2 separate regions of the Alosa sapidissima genome follow, and region 2 is linked to region 1. Evidence: chromatin contacts called from public Hi-C data. All regions are on one chromosome and are shown on one strand. The core of a region is the stretch at or near the end of the contact, and the rest is flanking DNA. Distances in the headings are between cores, read along the strand shown.

Region 1 (5,088 bases), core at 100-2,599:
AAGATTAAACGCCGGGTGATGATTTGTCTGTCATTCCCTTCAGAACTTCGTCTATTCGGTCGTCTTCAATGACAACTGCAAGGAGGGAGAAAAGAGTGCGTGAGCAAGATGTTGAGAGGAGAAACATCGGCTAGATCGGCGCACATTCAACACATTCAAGTTGATAAATGCCAAGCGAAGAACCGACAACAAATTGCGCCAAGTAGAAAGCCATCTAACCACTGAGCACAACTAACGTCATGTTTGCAGTCGTCATTGTACTTTACTGTGGGATATGTTGCGTAAATTTCTCACACACATTTCAATAACACATGTCGTCACTACATGAAATACTGGCATTTGGTTAAGTGAGTCGTATGAACACACAAGCATTGACAGTTATTATAATGAACTTGCAATATACAAGTAGTAGCATATATTTCATCGAAATGTTTATATATAGTAAAACTATTTGACATTACGCTTATCTGTGTTGAGCTACTTTTCCATACCAATTAAAGTGTTCTAATCATATAAAGTTACCAAAAGACGACTTCGGTAGCCAATCTCAACATTTTCCAACAAGAAACGTTTCTCACCTCGCTTTGCCCTGCCAATCTGGCCCAATTTAGGGGGTCTTTTAGCCTGTGACGCCCCGAAAAAAGAGTTGGTGTCTTGCAGCCCGCAGCTGAAAGACATCTGACTGACATCGTTGTCCGTTCCATAGCCGCTCATTTTCCCCTCGCTGTATGGCAGTACTTCGGACATTATGGCACCAAAAGAGTGGTTCGAAGGGCGAAGTTTAAAACTGATACTATGCTTTCGTCGCAGTCGAAGAGAATAGCAAGGTTCCTTGCAATATAAATGCACCTTTCACCAACTCCGATGGAAATCCCTTGAATAGAATACGAAGAATCCTTGCACAGCCAGCTTCCGAAAGGTTAAGGACCCAAGTGCAAGCGGTGCAAGTAGGCTATGTGGAAACCAAGTGTTGACCGAGCTGGAAGAGGAGAGTGCGTCTGCCTTGGTTGTTCACAGAGGTCTGTAGAGAGAGCTGGGAGATCCCAGGATCATAAAGGAAACCCAGGCGGAACAGTGAAGTCATCCATCCGGGTTGTGTGTGTGTGTGTGTGTGTGTGTTTATGTATGTATGCGTGCGCGCGCGTTCGTGTGTGTATGTGGTGGGGGAATCCAGGAGGACCAAGGGTGACATCAACAGGCAAGTGTGGAAAGTGCTATAGGAGAGCCTATGCAAAAAAGATTAGAACGCATCTTAACGTCACTCCAGTTTGGCTCACAGCGTTTAGGCTAGGTTAAAAAAGCTTCAACGCACGTTGTTACGCTACATTGTCGTTTACTTTCTCAACTTGTGTGATTTAATTGCTTAGACGTTAGTAGCTTAAATACAATATAATATATATTGCATTTAATAATGACCTCATTTAGGTTATTGGAAAACATATTTTTATGAAGCTATCTTCACTGATGAGGATAGGCCTAATATAGAATTCATATTTTCCCAGCATTGTTTTTACACTTGAATGGTTGTGGAAATGATTTAATCGTTCATTTTAACAATGGTCTGTAGGCTACCTAATCTGCAGTAAAAGCCTAGCCTATTCCTCGTAATCGGACATACAGTTAGTGGCTGTGTCCACATGCAACGAATCAATTAGCTTAATGAATCTTGTTCTAAAGGATTTTTGGTGAAGCTCATCGTGCGTCAAAAGGAGGCTAGTAGCAAACCCATGTGGCTTCCCGCTTTAAAGCTTGGTGCTCTAACAAGGCTGTGTTTATTTAGATCCTATTTGTCTGACTATTCATGAGTCCCCTAGCCTAATGGAAGGCGATGATGAGCTATTTTCTATATCATCATAGCTAGTAGCCTATAGTAGTATGCTAATAGTGAGAGGTTTTCCGAACCGAATATTTTCAGCACCAAGGCCAGCGAACTCGGTCAGTTCATATCAGCGGCTCCTCACGTTTGGGATATGCAAAGGAATAGGCCTACTTCGCAAACATTTATACATTTCTGAACACGAACGCCTGTCATTGGTTATATTTGTAGCCTACTTTCATTTCGTAAGAGAGGAACAAGAGGGCTTAACATTGTTGGCATGGCAACAACAGGTCCCAAGACCTGTGAGGACATTGCATTTTCAATTCAGAATTCAAAATGTCTTCCGCTGTAATTAGACATAGGGCAATTCCATGCAAAGGTCATCCTTACCATGGGATGTTTGCAACTGATCTGATTGAATTTGATGAAAAATTACACTCTTTTTACATCATATGGTGTGCAACCATACAGAAACAAAATTTTTCACATGGCAATATTATACATATTTAAAAAGGGGATAAATGACTCAAAGTTCCAACAAATTGTTATCATTTGACAAATTCCAGATTGACAAGGGAATGGTAGAGCAATGTGTATGCTCAGTTTGCCTGAAGAGCACCTCCTTAGATTTGTAAGGCTCCATGGCCATGTCACATCCATAACATTTTAGCCTATAGGAAAAGTTTATGTTATAGGCCTACAGTGTTGATGCACCATGTCCAAAGCATAGAGTGTTCTATATATACAGTGTTAAAAAGGCCACATAGTGGAGTTCAAGGTACAGAGATCAAGACAGACTCAGTGAAGATCTATTGCCCCTATTGTGAGAACGACAGCCACTATCTCAACCAGTGCAGCAACTTCCAGATGCAAGTGATCAGAAGACAGCCTAGATTAAGACCAATTACAGGTGTTGGAGATGCGGTTGTAAACACCAGGCAGCTAAGTGCCGTCTGAAGGCCACATGTCAAACCTGCAAGGGCAAACACCTGTCTGTGCTTCATGATGTTAATGCTAGACCACAGAGTGAAGGTGAGAAACCACAAGCAGTGGCAAAGCCATCTACAGGAACACTCTACCTAGACAGGCCAGACCACAGTAATACTGTTCTGTTGAAGGTAGTCAAAGTACTCCTGTATAATGGTCCATGCACATTAACAACTTATGCCATTCTGGATGATGGATCTGAAAGGACCATACTGCTGCATGATGCGGTTAAACACCTAGGCTTAGTAGGACAGCCAGAGGACCTCTCACTCAGGACAATGAAGAATGATGCACAGGTCATAACAGGAGCGAATATCACCTTCACGCTTTCACCCACCTCACAGCCGCATAGGAAGTTCAAGATAACGGGTGCCTTTACTGCTGGACGGCTAGGGCTTGCCAGTCACAGCCATCCAGTAGCCAAGCTCTGCGATAAGTACCATCACCTTCGAGACCTCCCACTCCAGCCCCTCGACAATGTTCAGCCACTGCTGTTGATAGGATCAGACTACCCCCACTTGATCACACCATAAGAGCTGGTACGGTTGGGACCACCAGGGGGACCAGCTGCCATTAAGACCAGGCTGGGCTGGACACTCCAAGGACCCACGAAACTGCTCCAACACCGCTTGTCTCCACAGCAGTGCTTGTTCACAGCTATGACGTCACCCTCTATAGAGCTGCGTGAGCAGATCGAGAAGCTGTGGCAACTTGACATATATTGCCTTATAAGAGTGAGAAAGAGGTGACCCGTTCCAGAAGTGATCAAGAGGCGGTAGAGCTGCTGCAGTCCAGGACAGTCAGAGTGGATGTCGATGGTATCCTCAGATATGCAACACCGCTGCTGAGGAAAATAATCAAAATACAGTTAAAGGCTCCCCCTCAAGCGGTCCTGCCACAGTTACAAGGGACTTAAAAGCGCCTGAACAAGAATCCAGAGCTGGCTAAGGTGTATAATGAAGAGATACGCAAACTGGAGGAGTCTAGCTATGTCACCAGACTGCCAGCCGACATGGTGGACCAGTCCCCTGAGTCATGGTACATACCACATCATCTAGTTTGCCACAACGGGAAACATCGGGTAGTTTTTAACTGCTCCTTCCAGTACCAAGGTTGCAACCTTAACGAGTGTCTGTTGGCAGGGCCTACTCTTGGTGCAAGTCTCCTTGGTGTGTTGCTTCACTTCAGGGAGCACACGGTTGCCTTTGCTAGTGACATCAAGGGGATGTTCCACCAGGTACGCCTGTTGCCTGAAGACAAACCCCTCCTCCGGTTCCTTTGGCGAGACACAGTCCGTGAAGCCCCAGTGACCATTTACCAGTGGAATGTTCTTCCGTTTGGCACCACGTGCAGCCCGTGTTGTGCAACATTTGCCCTTCAAAAGCATGTCATTGACCACAGTGACCCACATGAGGATGTTCGCAACGCAGTGGAGCACCATTTTTACGTGGACAACTGGCTGCAGAGCTGTGCCACCATGGAGGACGCCAAGAGTTTGGCTGACAAACTCAGAGTTCTACTGGCAGAGGGGGGCTTCTCTTTGCGACAGTGGGCCAGCAATGACCCACGGGTCATCAGTCATCTACCAGCAAGGTGAGGAGCAGACTCCTCACCTTGTCACCTGAACTGGATACTGACGGGCTCCTGAGGGTTGGTGGTCGCCTGCGCAGGGGAGAGGCACTGAATCACGAAGTGGTACACCCCGTAGTACTAGACCCCAAACACCCCCTGACTACTCTTCTTATAAAGCACTATGATGAGGAGCTACACCACCCTGGGGCGGAAAGAGTTTTTGCAGAGCTGAGGCGGAAATATTGGGTATTGAGAGGTCGAGAGGCCATAATGCGACATCAGCACCACTGTGTACAGTGCCAGATCTGGAGAGGAAAACCAGAGGTTCCAAGAATGGCTGATTTGCCCCCATCCCGCCTCCGTTTGTTCAAACCAGCCTTCTACTCTACTGGTGTTGACTGCTTCGGCCCATATACCATCTGTGTGGGTCGTCGTAGTGAGAAGAGATGGGGCATAATATTTAAATGTTTGACTACAAGAGGAGTCTACCTAGACCTGCTGAATAGCATTGACACTGACTCGTTTCTGATGTCACTCCGCCGGTTTGTCTCACAGAGAGGGACTCCTTATGAGTTATGGTCTGACCAGGGGACAAACTTCAAGAGTGGCCAGAGAGAGTTGACGGAGGCGTTTACCGCCCTACAACCCAACTTGCAGTCCTTGCTTGCTAAGCAGCAAATCAAGTTCCTGTTTAATCCGCTTGGAGCCCC
Region 2 (5,079 bases), core at 1,062-3,561, 130 kb before region 1:
ACTTACTTAACCCAATATATAGTGAAAATTAAAGTTAAAAATTAACTTCTGAATGAATTGCAATATTACCTGGGTCACACAATAGCGTGAAGTCCTCATAAAACTAATATACATTTGACTGCACCATACATGCACAACACATAGATCACAGAATTTTAGGATATGCCTCTAAACGTGCAATGACTACACAACAAGAATGTTTTGAACATAATGAGATGGGGTGAGTAAACCACAATACTTAAAGATGGAATCTTATCATATCCTTCTGCCATTAGCCACTCCCACAATGCTGTCAAATGACTATTCATGACTCAGGATTCCAGAACCAATCAAGGTTCTTCATGCACTGCAGCCATGAATCTTTTTTTCTTTTCGTCTGTCTGTCTGTCTAATGGACTGTGTACAGGCCTGGTGGAAGTCTGATGACCCTGTAAAGTACCCAATATATTACATTGGGCAACCACGTGGTGCACGTCCTACGCAATGTACACACTGGAATGAGTAGTGGAGTGGACCTAGTTAACATTACCGAACCTGTTATGTTTTACAGATTTTGTTCTGAGAAATGTTTTGGAGTAAAGCATGATAGCATCACATTCTTTGTCTGAGTGTTGTTATTCCTGCATCTGTTTGTTTGTGTGTGCAAGGAATCCCAGAGTGGCTAATAAAAGTATTGTAAATCTGCTTTGTATGGACCCAGGTGGGTCTCTTGTGTGTGTCCTTGGACTGACTGAAGTGGTGTCTCATTTCCTAGGTGTATGTTTTTACCCCTAGCCCTTACCACTCTGTTTCGAGGGCCAAGAGGTAGGTAAAGGTGGAGGGAAATCGAGAATCGAGATTGGCCCTGAGTCTCCAGAGAAATATGGTAGTAAAACATGCTATCACTAATGGGGAGGTTCAGGAGCCAGGGCCATTAACGTTTTAGGGCCATTATTTAAAAAACGTTTCTTACTGCAGCCTAGGCCATGCAGAAGGTGGAGCAGATTAAGTGGACAGGGTCAGGAATTTCTGTTTTGGATCTTCTTTATAGTCATATTCTCTTTCTCAAACCCATACCCTCACCACCAGCGCTGTGTCCATTATTAGGTGTGGCATATGGTCGACAAACACACATGGTCCGTGGATGCAAGGGCAAAGACACTACTCTGACTGTCTTAGGTTTACCACATCACATCACTGGCAGGTTAAGCCAGTTAAGTAGAGCTACCTTCAGTATCAGCATAGAGTCAATACAGCATCTGCATACTAATAATGTAAAGGTGTAGCCTATACAAGGAATTTTGTCTCTGCATTTATCCCATCTGTGAATTAGTGGTCACATAGAGCAAGCACATAGCCTAGAAATCTAGATGCACCCTAGCGGCAGCAAATTACATTTGCTTCCAGGGCTAGTCTAGCAACTCTCCGTTGGCTTGTGAGCTCGAAAAATTAAACTTCTATCAGGCCAATCAAATCGTGTATAGAGTCGTTAGGCGGGCTTAACATAATGATTGATGTCAGAGTTGCAACGGTTTGGCTTGAATTCCCTGCTACTTGAAAACAAAGAAGATGGATGTTGCTGTTGGCCAACAGTGTGACACGAGTTAAGCTTGTTTTAAGTTGGCAAAAGTTTGAACTAGCCAACTAGCTCTGCTGGTGGGAAAACGCATGGGACTCAGCGCTGTCCTATTGCGTGCAGAGGGAATTTGAAAGACAACCGATTATCCCGCCCCTCGGACTGAGCACTGCGAACGGTGAGTGCCCAGACCCTACATTTTAATGTGGGTCTGGCTCGTCAGGCTAGCAAGCACACACTAACCCGGAGCAGTGAGCTGCCTTGCTACGGCGGTGCTCAGGGAGCAGTGAGGGGTTAGGTGCCTTGCTCAGGGGAGCTTCAGCCGTTCCTACTGGTCACGGTTCGAACCCTCCAGTTACAAGCCCGAAGCCCTGACCAGTAGGCCACAACTGTCCCTAATAGGCCTGCTATATTTGCACATGAAGTTACAGAATGCTGCACACTTGATGTAATTAGCACAACTCTGTGTTGAAGCACAACATATGCATCTTGTGTTAAGGTAGACAGAAAGCAGATTCAGATTTTCAATCTATCCACAGCGTTTCAATTTCTATTCATTCTTATGAACATCCTGTGATAAACTTGGCATGAAGATTAGGCTTGAAGTCTCGATTAGGGAAGCACACTATAGCCTAGGACATTTATTATGAAGTTTCACTGCTATAAGGTGCCACTTTTAATGTGAAAGCTTGTCAGCAAAATGTTACCGGAAAGTCTTCCCTAATTTTACAATGTTCACTGTGATTGGATGGCATTGCTCTGTAGGCTATGCAATTAACTTCCTGTTTGTGTGCTTTCGCGTATCGTATGGCGAGACACCGGCTACTACTAACTACACGTGTAGAGTCCTTTAGGTTTATAACTGGGTGTTTTGTTTTTATTTGTTGGACTGTCAGTGCACCGAAATATAGTAGCGACATTCTAATTCGAGTTAGAGTGTTTCGTCTGTAGCCTGACATCAGAAATTGACATCAGAGGTAGGGGAAGAAGACAGAGGCTTCAGCGTATGTTAACTGTTATTTCATCAAACGTGAACAAACAAGGTAATGACAAGATAGAGAACTTGGGTATGTTTAATTTTGAGCTTGGTTTTGAGTGTATAGCCTATTATGTTTTAATCACTCATAAAGCCATGCCGATCTGGATGGTGTGTGAGGAAGCAAGCATCAACGAGTTAGTCGAGCAGTTAGGCTACATGACAGTTTTTTCTGTCTCCTGTCAGGATGGAGTATCTACCTAACTCCAATTCGAGATACAAAGACGTGGAGTACTGGGACGAGCGATACAAGACCGAACAGAGTTTCGAATGGTTTGGAGACTTGTCCAGATTTCATCACTTACTCCAGGGTCATGTCGACAAAGAAGATTCCATATTAGTTCTTGGTGAGTCAACGTTATAGCCTACAGAAGAACACTATGAGATCAAGTCTACCTGTAAGCAAAAATGTGTGATGATCCTTTGGGTAAAGGTTTGTGTCTTGTTAAGCACTGGATCTTGAATTCACTGATTATGGGCCACATGAGCACACACAAATTGATGGGGTTTCCCAGGTCCCATCACATATGACATAACCATCAACAGATTCAAGGCATCTTGTTGTGAAAAAACAAAGTTACAAATCATGATTATCACACAAGGCGTAACTTGTGTTAGGGCGGTGTCATTTCACTCCATTCATATATCAGGGGTGGTCTTGGGCCTCAGACCCCCTGGGCCTGGGCCCGTAGGCCTGTTCAGTAACTAATCCCTGCCTAGAAGTAGTGGGCTTTTGAAAGCTGTCATTTAGTATGCTCAACATGCCAGCATTGTCATATTTGCTTAATATTATAGAAATGGTTGGTGGTTGTGGGTGAAGAGAATTTCTTTGTATAATGTTGAGGGAGAATATCTCAAGACTTATTGTGGTAGCCTATGCAAATTTTCTTTATGTATTTTCTTATGCACAACTAATTACTGCCTGCCCTCGCATGCTCACTGCAGTATTGTCGTCCTACTGTAGAAGGAGCATCACTGAGCACTACTAACTGTGATGATGACTAGCCTTTAGCACCCCTCCCCTCTCCCAGCACCTGATCAATGACTATGACTAACAAATGTGGAGAACTGCACCTATTGGCTAAAATAAATTATACCTTTAACTGATGATTTTGGATCTGGATGGAATCAAACACACCCAACATATTTTTAAGGTTGCTGTTGTTCAGATCAAAGATTTTGATTGGCTGTAAAGATTATGCCTTAACCCTTATGCTCTTAGATTCTCAGCCATTCACATGTTTCACATGTGTAGGAATCAGTGGATACTTTGTGTCTGCTGTTTCCAAAACCAGCCAGGCTATAAAGCTTGAAGCCTCTCTGACTCATTGTCATGGTCAGTTTTGTTTCTCTGTGCATACAACTGTGGCAAAAATAGCGTCCAGTTGGCTCCTGGTCCAAGTACACCTGTATACCTGCAGTGCAGCCATGAGCTTGGCCTGAGGTTTTCTCCCAGTGGCAGAGGTCCTCTGATTACTTTAGTTACCGAATTACCAGGGGAAATCTGTAGCATTCAACAGTCCCACAATTACACCCCTCCTTTCTGTGCTTTAGAACCAGCTTGTTGATTGGCTAGAAGTGATTGTTTCACATTTACACTGCCAGAGGCCGGGTATACTACTAAACTTTAAGTACAGAGACAACGAAATGCAGTTTGTGTCTAACCAGAAGTGCAAAAAAAGCAGAAAAGTGCAATGTGATATACAGTAGGTGGTGCATAAACAGGACAAAAGATGCAGTGTAGACAGTAGTAGTATACAGTTGTTTTCAGAAGGTGGTTTAGAGTAGTATACATTAAATATAAGTATGTGTGCAGTGTATTAGCAGTAACCTTATAAGAGCAGAATAAATATGGCTATGTAATATGAACACTGTATGAACAACATGTACAGATGCAATGTAGAGGCAGTACCATTAAGTAAGAACAATATAGATATATGCTGTGTATTAACAGAATATATTACCGAAAAACTGAATAAATATGGATAATTAGTATGAACCATAAAAACAGATATGTACAGCTATGTGCAGTATGGTAACAGTACCATTGTAGTGCAGAAACAGTTACATTATAATAGTATTAAGAATAAGTGTATGTGCAGGATGAAGAGCAGTAGAATATGTATACCATATTTTCCGGTTGTGTACATGAGTATACCATATAAGTCGCTCCTGAGTATAAGTCGCATCAGTCAAAAAATGCATCATGAACAGGAAAAAAACATATATAAGTCGCACTTCTTTAGAAATGTATTTCACAAAATCCAAAACCAAAAACAGAGACTATGTAACTGGATTATTGAGGCCAAAAAGATTTATGTTAATGAAGACGAAAGAGTAAAGGCAGCCAAGAAGAGGGCAGGAAGGTAATTGCAAAGCAAAAGATTCACTGAAAGAAAATGCCATGTGGTACACCAAAATGTATCTAAAATGTGGAGAATACAATGCAATCAAGCATTTTTGGCAATGTGGAGTCACAAGCTGGCAG

The links. A called contact is a pair of places that touch in the nucleus more often than the background predicts.
Region 2: a contact with region 1 is called in a Hi-C map of muscle, with 8 times the contacts expected there. The contact joins the promoter of ece2a here to the promoter of camk2n1a in region 1. A contact is called at or near these places in 2 of 2 Hi-C or Micro-C datasets (both in muscle).

The regions. Positions count from the first base shown.
Region 1 is chr1:26,932,350-26,937,437 of fAloSap1.pri, reverse strand. It overlaps camk2n1a (calcium/calmodulin-dependent protein kinase II inhibitor 1a), which reads right to left and starts at 1,349. Exons shown (of 2, transcript XM_042108602.1): 1 at 579-1,349; 2 at 1-75. The coding sequence starts at 747. The coding sequence ends at 5.
Region 2 is chr1:27,065,858-27,070,936 of fAloSap1.pri, reverse strand. ece2a (EEF1A lysine methyltransferase 4) reads left to right here and starts at 2,311. Exons shown (of 4, transcript XM_042108590.1): 1 at 2,311-2,622; 2 at 2,778-2,938. The coding sequence starts at 2,779.